Regions from separate parts of the Capsicum annuum genome. Here region 2 is linked to region 1. The links are chromatin contacts, called in public Hi-C maps. All regions are on one chromosome and are shown on one strand. The core of a region is the stretch at or near the end of the contact, and the rest is flanking DNA. Distances in the headings are between cores, read along the strand shown.

Evidence for each region. A called contact is a pair of places that touch in the nucleus more often than the background predicts.
Region 2: a contact with region 1 is called in a Hi-C map of bud, with 2.9 times the contacts expected there. The contact joins the promoter of LOC107858730 here to the promoter of LOC107858732 in region 1. A contact is called at or near these places in 2 of 5 Hi-C or Micro-C datasets (bud and placenta).

Annotation. Positions count from the first base shown.
Region 1 is chr2:96,357,710-96,362,860 of UCD10Xv1.1, reverse strand. It overlaps LOC107858732 (coilin), which reads left to right and starts at 2,600. Exons shown (of 12, transcript XM_016703508.2): 1 at 2,600-2,985; 2 at 4,110-4,174; 3 at 4,298-4,579; 4 at 4,677-4,868. The coding sequence starts at 2,794.
Region 2 is chr2:96,525,507-96,530,657 of UCD10Xv1.1, reverse strand. It overlaps LOC107858730 (zinc finger protein 385D), which reads left to right and starts at 2,660. Exons shown (of 2, transcript XM_016703507.2): 1 at 2,660-3,220. The coding sequence starts at 2,981.

The DNA of each region.
Region 1 (5,151 bases), core at 1,351-3,850:
AAAGAGGCACATCATCTATAGACATCTAAGGGAGAGTGTTATAAAATTAATAAGTGTGGATGTCCACTACTCTAGAAATTACTTTCACTACCTGTCTCCATTATCCCCTCAATTATGAAGAAAATCTCCATCATTCATGACCATTATTCTTGTGACCTTACACATACATAACCTCCTCCATTATGTTAATGGTTAATGTCATATTTATGACAACCTTTTGCATACCTCTATATGACACTATAAATAGAGACATAAGAGTTCATATCGTATACACTTGTACATTTGATATTTGGAAGAATGAAAAGTTCTCATCTCTTATCTTCTTTCAATATTTTTTATCTACTTTATTGTTCATAATATTCATCTTTTGGCTTAGTTTTAAAATAAAATGACAGTTATCTAGGAAGACAATTATTGTTCTATATCTGTTTTCTTTGTTCGAATTTATTTATCATATTTTGACTTGACATATTTATTAAAAAAAAGGAAAAGGGTCAAAAATATTCCTCTACTTACATAAATTAGCTAAGTTTGTCCTTCGTTATACAATGGGGTTAGATATACCCCCGTTGTTAATAAAGTTTGTAAATATGCCCTTCTTTTTAACGTTTTTCCACATAGGATGACACTTGGGTGAGATTGACGCCACGTGGCCCCCACCTCAGCGCCAAATATTAATTTTCTTTTTCATTTAACTTTTCTTACTTTTTCTTTTCACAACAAAAGGTGGCTTTAATGGCATTTTTTACAATTTCATTTTAGTGGTCTCTCTTCTTATGCTTAAGTTGATGAATCTTCAATAGCATTTCAATCACTAAAAACAAAGATGTAAAATAAAATTGTGTTTCTTCAAGATCGAAAAAAGAAAAGTCGACATTTAGTATAACTTTTTACTGAGATTCAAACATAAATCGCTACCTGGGACATCTGCAAGCACTCTCTTACCGATGGTTTTGTTCCAGAACATTTCTCCTGGCCCTCCAAATACCCTTTTACAGGTTGCAGTTAAAATAATCAACAACCAGTGTAGTATTTCAATGATAAAATCTATTTTCACGTACTTTCCACGGAGGATGGAGCGCATTACTTTTCTAGAGACTTGAAAGTCACTACCTGATTCAAATGAGGTATCAAGGGACTTCCCACCATCTGTTATCACTAGTGTTGAAACAACCCTTGATCGGCTAGCTGCATCAAACATGTTCTTTATTGCTAAGCACAAACATGCTAACCAGGAGGTGTTGTATCTTTCTGCCAAGATTCCTCGAGGAATTCCTTTCTTGATCGAACTAATAATAGTTATTGGAATCCCTGGTGTCAAGTGTACCATGAAGACTCCAAGCCCTGAAATGGCTCCTCTCTTCTTTGAAGCTGTCGAGACTTTGCTTAAGAGTTGATAACTTGTTTTTCCCCTCTCCATTAAATTTATTTCCCCTGTGATTTTGTATTTCACGCTCTTTTATTGAGACATGATCTTATTTTTGTTCTGATTAATAACTCGAGAGTTTCCAGGTTGAACTGTTAATTTACGCTTCATCCTATGTTCAGGTGTTTGTTATTATAGTTTTCTTTATTGACAAATTTTTTCAACTCTATGGAATGTATCTTAGAATTTTTCTTTTTGTAGTCTTTTATTTGTTGACATTGAGGATTATCGAGTTCATTTGTGAACCGTAAGTTAACTCATCCGTAGACCATAATTTACTGAGAGCATCGTTGTCTTGTTACAATTGCTGGAAAGTATTATTATTTGGGAATGAAAAAGAAAATTAATATTTGGCACTGAGGTGGCATGCCATGTGGCGTCAATCTCACCCAAGTGTCATTCTATGTGGAAAACCGTTAAAAAGATGGGCATATTTACAAACTTTATTAACAGCAGGGGTATATCTAATCCCATAGTATAACAAGAGGTAAATTTAACTAATTTATGAAAGTAGAAGGGTATTTTTACCCCTTTTTTCTTAAAAAAATAATGATTGATATAAAGGAAAAGGGTCAAAAATATCCCTCTACTTTCATAAATTGGTTATATTTGTCCTTAGTTAAACTATAGGGTTAAAAATACCCCGCCATTACTAAAGTATACCAATATACCCCTCTATTTAACGGAAATCCACACGGACTAATATTTAACTGATATGGACTCCACGTGGCATGCCGCATCAGCACCACATTTTTATTCTTTTCACCTTTCTTCTTTTTCTTTTCTTCTTCACAATTCAATTTGGAAGATGAAAGTAATATGATTCTTATCAACGAAAGATAAGAAAAAGAAGAAAGGAAAAAAGAATAAAAATGTGACGCTGACGTGGCATGCCGCGTGGAGTCCATCTCAGCTAAATGTTAGCCCGTGTGAATTTTCGTTAAATAGAGGGGTATATTTGTATAATTTAGTAACGGCAGGGTATATTTAATCCTATAGTTTAACTAAGGGCAAATATAATCAATTTATGAAAGTAGAGGGATATTTTTGACTCTTTTCCCTTGATATAATGACGTTATTATATTATTCTTATTAATTGAGGTTTAATATTGAAAAATAATTTATAAAATAAATAATTAATAATAAGAGTAAATATGATTTTTTTAAAAATATTTTTTTGATTTGTCAAAAAAATAAATAAAAATAAAAATAAAAAATAGGAAAAATAAATGCAAAGGGAGTTGAGTATTTCAGAGACATGGGGGAGGGAGTGACAGTAAGCGCCACTTTATTTGGGCCACAGTGAGGGAGGAGGTTTATGCCGGAAACCCAAAAGCTGCAAGTGTGTGTGTGTGTAATCGGAGAAAATGGAGAGAATAAGGCTTCGATTGACGTTTGAGGACCCCCACATTCTGAGTGACTTACAAAAATCAGAGGGTTTGAGGCGTAGTTGGTTTCTTCTCAAACCCCAAATACACACAACTATCTCTCAACTCTCTTCTCATATTCTCACCACTTTTCAAATCAATCACTCTTGTCCTCATGGAATTCTCCTATATGTATGTTTTCTAACTTCTATTTTTTTTTAGTTGATTGCTGTTTATGATTTTTGGGTTCAGTATTGTTTTTGTATTAGTTGAAATAGAAATGTTCGCTTGCAAGTGAGGCTTGTTCAAGTGGTTGCTGGAGGGTAAGCAGGAACACAATTGATCCTCGTTGGGGTGGGGTGGTAAAAAAGAGGTTCGCTGAGCTTGTTTGCACGTCAATTAGTTGCTAGTTTTTTACACTGATGCTTATAGCTAGTTTGGACACGCTTTTGGGAGCAAAAGTGCTTATTTAAAAAAGTGAAACTGTTTGACCAAGCTCTTGGCAGAAAATAAGTGCTTTTGATGTTATATAGGGAAATAATAGCATGTGACAACTAGACTTTTTTGTTAGAGATAGATGCATAAAACAACTTCATAGCTATCAAGTAGAAGACAACTTCATGGTATCAAGCCGAAAACAACTTCATAGCTATCAAGCCGAAAACAACTTCATAGATATCAAGCCTCTAACAACAATGCTCCATTGTGAGGGTATGGCTAAATAAAATTACGCGATAGAATCGAATTACAATACTACCATGATTACTCTTCTAATAGCAATTATTTATGGATTCAAAACTCATTTTATCCCTAACGTGAAGCATATTTGTATGATTTGGCTTTTAGGTTTGTCCAGGATATATCTATTTGTTTATAATCATTTATATGCTAAAAAGAGTAGTTTTTTTTTTTTTTTTACTATACACACTTCTGAGAAAAAATTACTTAAAAACACTAAACACTAATTGCAGCTCAAAAGTGCTTTTAGAATTTATTGGCCAAGCACAAATTGGTTCTCACCGAAAGTATTTAGTTGAAAGTAGTCTTCAAAATAAGCTGATTTAGGAAGCTTGGCCAAACATGCTATTAAGCGGATGGAGAAATTACCTACCCTTTTTGATTTCTGATTGGGATGAAATTTTGGTTTCCCATATTATTTCATTGACCGCTAGCCACAATCTTTGGTTCTTGGCTTGTTACGTTGTTGATTGAACTTGGAGATAGAAACTTCCTCTGGCTGCTCTGTTGCCACATATTAACATTTCAATGATACTACATTATTAAGTGGTTCATTTTCCTGTTGAATATACATGCAGATGGATGGTTTTCTCTTGCCTCCTTTTGAATCAACTTGTATCTTGAAGAATAGATGTATAGTCAGGTTTGCTAAACTGCGGCTTTGTCTTCTGCTATTTTTTTTTTAAAAAAACAGTTGCTTTTATTATTATTGTTATTACTATTATTTCTATTAATAAAGATTATGTTCTCAAAATTCATGTGCTAGTGTGAAGAAGAAAGGAGGTGTTTTAGCCATTGAAGGAAATGATGGGCCAAAATTAGCTGAGAACATCAGAATTGTTGAGAAGCAACCTGTAAAGACAGGACACTTACCGTTGGAGAATAAGGAGTTTGACAATGAATCTGGAGGTTATGACAGTGAAGATGAGTCTGAAGATGAGGAAGTGGCAGATCTAGTAAAACTCACAAGTCCACATCTTGAAAATTCTTTGGGTTGTAATGTGATCTCCGAGAAAAGGAAGGCTTCAGAAACACTTCCTAGCCTGGAGTAATTTCTTGATCACTTGTTTGATGATTCTGACTTGCACAGACACATTGGTTTTGTAAGGCTCATGATTGACTTCTTGAATCTTTCTTCTTCACAGGAAGAAGAAACATTGTTCTGAAGTGTCTGAGAAGGTTGATGAGCAGACCAAGAAATCTCAACAAGATCTCACAAGCAATAAGAGTCTTTGCAAGCAAAAGAAGGTAGCTGATCCGGATAGCAACGATGTGGATAAGATCAAAGGAAATGCAGAAAGTAGCAAGGTTAATGACAGTACTTCGGGCATGAAGAAGTACGGCTATTGGAAACTGCAATCTCATTCTTTGCATTATTACAGTTTATTTTAGGTTATTATTACTTTATTTGGTCAATTTCTGTCAATTTTCTTGGTATATTGCTTTGAAAGCCTGTTTTTGATCCTTTTTGTCTGGAAACAATATTCCAGACGCAAGAATTAATCGGATTAGTAGGACAGGGCAGATACAACAACAACAACAACAAACCCAGTATATTCCCACACAGTGGGGTCTGGGGAGGGTAGAATGTACGCAGTCCATACCACTACCCCCGAAGGA
Region 2 (5,151 bases), core at 1,411-3,910, 170 kb before region 1:
GCTTCGCTAATCAATTCTGTTTACCCCTAAAACACCAATTATTTTTTGTTCTAAATTTCTTCCACCATATAACCATACTTAGTTCTAATTTCTAGATTAACATTCAAATTTTTAATTTCAATCAAATTCTTCAACTATCACCAACTAATACAAACAAATATTTAAAACCTAATTTTCAATTTTTAACTACAAAAAACCACTCATCCTCCCCAATTTTTGTCCCCACCAAAAGAATAACCATAAAAACAAACACAAATCATACGAAAACAGAGGAAATACACTACATATCACTGCCTTATTAAAATGTTTTTCCTATTAACTATGTAAATTCAGTAAACTATGCTTCAGTAGCCCAGATAATACATATAATTGGAAAATCAAATTTCAGGCTTCTAAAAATGACAAGTTAATTACTGCGACGTCGTCATTTTGCCATTGTATACATACCGCATGAGAATTTAGTTCATAAAATTCACTTTTTAAATGTAAGAAATTAAAAGGAACGAAAATAAATGAGTTGCTGCAAATCATATGTACAAATCTGAAAGAGCCATCAAAGCATGTTTCTCATCAATCACCAATCGTTGAGAATCGTTCATTAATCTGGAGGTGTTTTTTTTATCCAAGAAGACAACATTAGATGAATGCAATCCCTTGTGACATGATATAACAAAAATAGGCCATATCACAAGGTAAAATTTTAGTTTTCCCATCTTGAAAAAAAATCATGAAATACGTATTAATCACAAGTCAATCCAAATTAAGAAACACTTATTATTAAACCCCAGCTCAGTTCTACTTCAACTCTATTAAAAAAACCTCCATCCAAAAGATGAACAAATTACATATAATAATTTAAATTTGAATGATTATGATACTACAATAACTAATCAAATCAAAAAGTTTTAGTTAAACAAATAGAGAAAAAAAAAAAAGAAAAGAGATAAACCTTCGATTGATTCAATTACTTTATTCGGTGACAACATGTTTGTTTCAACCAATTTGTTAGGCTTACTTGGAAAAGAATGAACACGCTGAAATTTCAGATCCAAATATAACTTAAGAAGAAAGTAGGCTTACTAAGACAAATTTGCACACTGAAAAAATGAATTGTAACACAAGTTAATTTAATCACAATACAAATTCTGTAACTTGAGAAGAAAGTCGCTTACTCGGAGAAATTTGCACACTAAAAAAATAAACTGTAACACAAGTTATTGTATGGATTTTGGCAATACAGTTCAAGAAAATCATTATGCTTTATAAGATGTAAAAAATTGCACAAAAATTAATAAAGAATGAAATTAATTTAACATCTTTAGAACTAATTGTTTGTTAAACTCACATAAAAAGGAGATGAAAATTGCACGTATATTATTTTTATATGATCAAGTACACAAGAAAAAAAATAAACAAACGGGTATCAGAATTTTTTATCAAGCACGAGGATAGTTTTTGCACTTTATGTGGCAAAAACAACGCTAATAAACTAATGTTTTACATTATTAGGTTCTTTTATAAATACGCTTCTACCATACATAGATTTTTATTTATTCTGATTTAAAAGGTACAAGTTTAGTTTACTTTAATGACATAAATAAAAGGAAATAATTTAAGGAGTACTACATAAAAGGAAATAGTAAAGAATTCTAATTAAGTTTTAATTTTAGTGTTCTTAACAAAAGAAACTATCGTGTTCAATTAGGGGTGTGCATCGGTCGGTTCGGTTCGATTTTACGTGTTATTGGTTCGGTTTATCGATTTTTGGTTTTTAAATATGTATAACCAATAACCAATCAATAAGATATTTTCTTATCGATTTCGATTTATATGTTTTGGTCCTTAACGGTTTCGGTTTTTGGTTTAACCAATAAGAATATACTTATAAAATAGAAATAGTAACAACATAAAAAATGAAATCTTAATTACTGTCAAACCCTACGCAATGCATTTTAGTTGACAAGAATCTTCAAACTTGAATTGAATGTTAGTTAGGAAAAAAATTGAATCCTAATTGTTGGAAGCTATAAATACTTCAAGCTTTTTATTACGATAATACCCGAACTTTATATTGTGCCTTTGTTGCTCTTAATAGGTTAATACTTTGTGAATCACTGAATTATGAATTATAGTGCATATAATCTATATACATACATATATCTATATCTATATCTAGATATACATATATATAGAGAGATTTAAATATATAATATAAATAGGGATAAAATAATAACTTAGTGTATCCTTACTCAATAAGCTAAACCCGATACCGAATCGTTTACCCAATAAAATTTTTTATAAAATCAATAAAAAATCGTTAATCCGATAACCCAATACCAATAACCCAATAACATTTTTATCGATTTAGTTTATCGATCGGTTTGATTTTTGCACAACCCTATGTTCAATGGCCTAAATAAACAAAACAATTAAAGGATATTATAAATAAAAGGAAATAGCAAACAATCCTCACGTAATATTGAAATAATGAGCAATTAAGATTTAAATAATTATTATTTGAAAAATAGTGAAAAAATAATTTTATTTAAAATAAAGTTTTTTAATAAAAAATAAAAAGTGAGTTTCTATATTTTTAATATATTATAAATATAAATATAGATTATAGATTATAGAGATATATAAACAATAATAACAATCCACAGAATTATAGACTGACCTCACCAGTTAAACTTGAACCACATTGGATCCTGATAATACACCATCACTGAGCGAGGTTGGTGTGATCATAACCAAACTCCAAACCCTTCCTTTGGCGTTTGGTTAATATTTAATCTTTGCAACAAAGTGAAAAAAAGAAGAAGAGAAAATAATATTTAATCTAGTTTCGTATTCAATTCAGCCCATCATCCCAAATCCCTTTTATATTTACAAAGAGAGATCCACCACTGTAAGTCCCATTATTCTACCCGAAAAACTCATTGAAATCCATTGATGAAGCTCTGTCTTCCTCTGTAATTCAATGGAGTACGGTCACAATCCATGGACTGGGGTACCACCAAACTCTACCTTATACGCTAACCCGATCGACCCCTATCAATCTGTGTCTCAAAACCCTAACCCTAGCTATGGCCAAGGGCAGGGTTTGCTGTTTAATTATGGCCACACCAATGCTGCTAGCAGCGAACCAACGACGGTGTATTATCAGGACCCCAATGTGGTCCAACTTTTGGGGGCAAATGATCCTTACAGGCTTGGTGAGGTAAGTCTATAATTCTACTGATTGTTAATTATTGCTTATTAGTTCCATATATATGTAGGATATGTTAATTGGATTTATGTGTTGTATTAGTTGCACTTGAACCCAGGGTCTCTTGGAAACAGCCTCTCTACCTCCACGAGGTAGTGGTAAGGTCTACCTACCATTGTGGGATTTCACTGGTTATGTTGTTGTTGTTGCTGTTGTTGATGATGTTGTATTAGTTGTTGTAATATTCTTAGGTTGTAAATTGGGAATTCGTTATTGATAGTTAGAACTATTTATTACAATCTTCCATTATTTCAGTTAAGCATTACAACTGATAGGTTAATTCGAATTAATGGTTGTGGCATTCCCCTGTAATTGGTAGAAATAAAAGATTAGGAAGAAAGTTAGAATTGAGGAAGGTGAGAATTTTCAAAAGAATGCTGAGATTTTACCAGTATTCGTAACTGCCTCAGTTTAGCCTTCCGTGTAGAATATATTCCAGTCCGGTCTGTTAAACAAACTAACTAACTTGGTACAACTAAGTGAACTGATCTTGACCATCGAATTGGTTGATCCATGTGAAAAGCTCACTAAAGCTCGGCCTTTTATATTCATTACACTTGAGTTGGCACGTGTAATGAATGGAGTTCTGTAATGAATGGAGTTCCTTTACTAACCACGTGTCCCTGATCCCTTTCTCAATTCAGCTGAAATTAAACCTAATTCCCAAATTGAAGTGTGATTCTTCACCTTTCCGACATATAACAGTTGTGACAGAGTAAAATATATATAGTTAAATGTACCCCACACGGTTGGTTTAGGTCTATGAGTCGAAGTAACTTCCTTGGGAACTAAGGGTTGAATTTCAACAGAGGTGACAAAGGTGGATTTTTTTAATCTTCCCACATCTTGTTGGATAGAGTTATTGTGTAGTTAGGGGTGGAAGGGGGTTCATTTGGCGGACCCCCCCCCCCCCCCCCCCCCCAACACACACACACACATTGTCATCTCTAATACAAGGGCTACTTAAAAGCTTTCAAAAATGTACTGTTACTTTGAAAAGAACTTCCTAAATATCGAAGTTTATATATCTTTTATCCAAATTGAGTCATCAGTTCATCCAAAAGTCTCAGTTAAACTCTTAAATCTGTTTCAGTTGCAACCAAATATTTTACTTCTATGGTGTTACAAAACCATTTGTGTTACAACCAAATATTTTACGTTTATCCTGGTTTTACAAAACCATTTGTGTTACATGCAATAAATAAAATGGTGGCTCAAGTAATTTCTCTTTCTGGGAAGGTTGTTCCAACTGTCACATTAACAATCTCTCAATATGTAACTAAACAGTGGCAATTGATAGGAAAGGGGTAAAACAATAATAAAGCTTACCTTTTGTGCAATCAGATTGTATTTATACATGTAGGGACCTAGGTTCAGTGACCATGAAGTCAAATCCCATAGCAAGTTTTTTATCTTGGATCAATTGACAAGAAATTTTTAAGGTTGATTTTCCTGATTGAGGCACCCCATGATAGTGTTGATCGTTTATTAGTTTGGTTTAATTTTATACTTCTATTTATTTCGAAGATGAGGACTGAAATGAGTTTAAATGAAGAAGTGGGGGTTCATATAGCTGACCCCAACAGCCTGGGCACTACGGTTATCCAAAAAAAAAAAAAATAGGTAGCAGACTCCAACTTCTTTGGGATTGAGAGGTAGTTGTTGTATTGATGATAGGTTGATGTTCATAGTTAGATGCTTAAAATTGTTACTAAATTTAGACATTTGATGATAAGTGATGCACCCATAATCATTCAAAGGCCAAAGCTGGATATGTTAATTAAAAGACCTAGTTCCCATGCTGTTTCTGTTCTGCAATGATCTTATGAAATGATTGACCATGTTCAATGTGTTTCATGATTGACATCTCATCTAAGGATCTA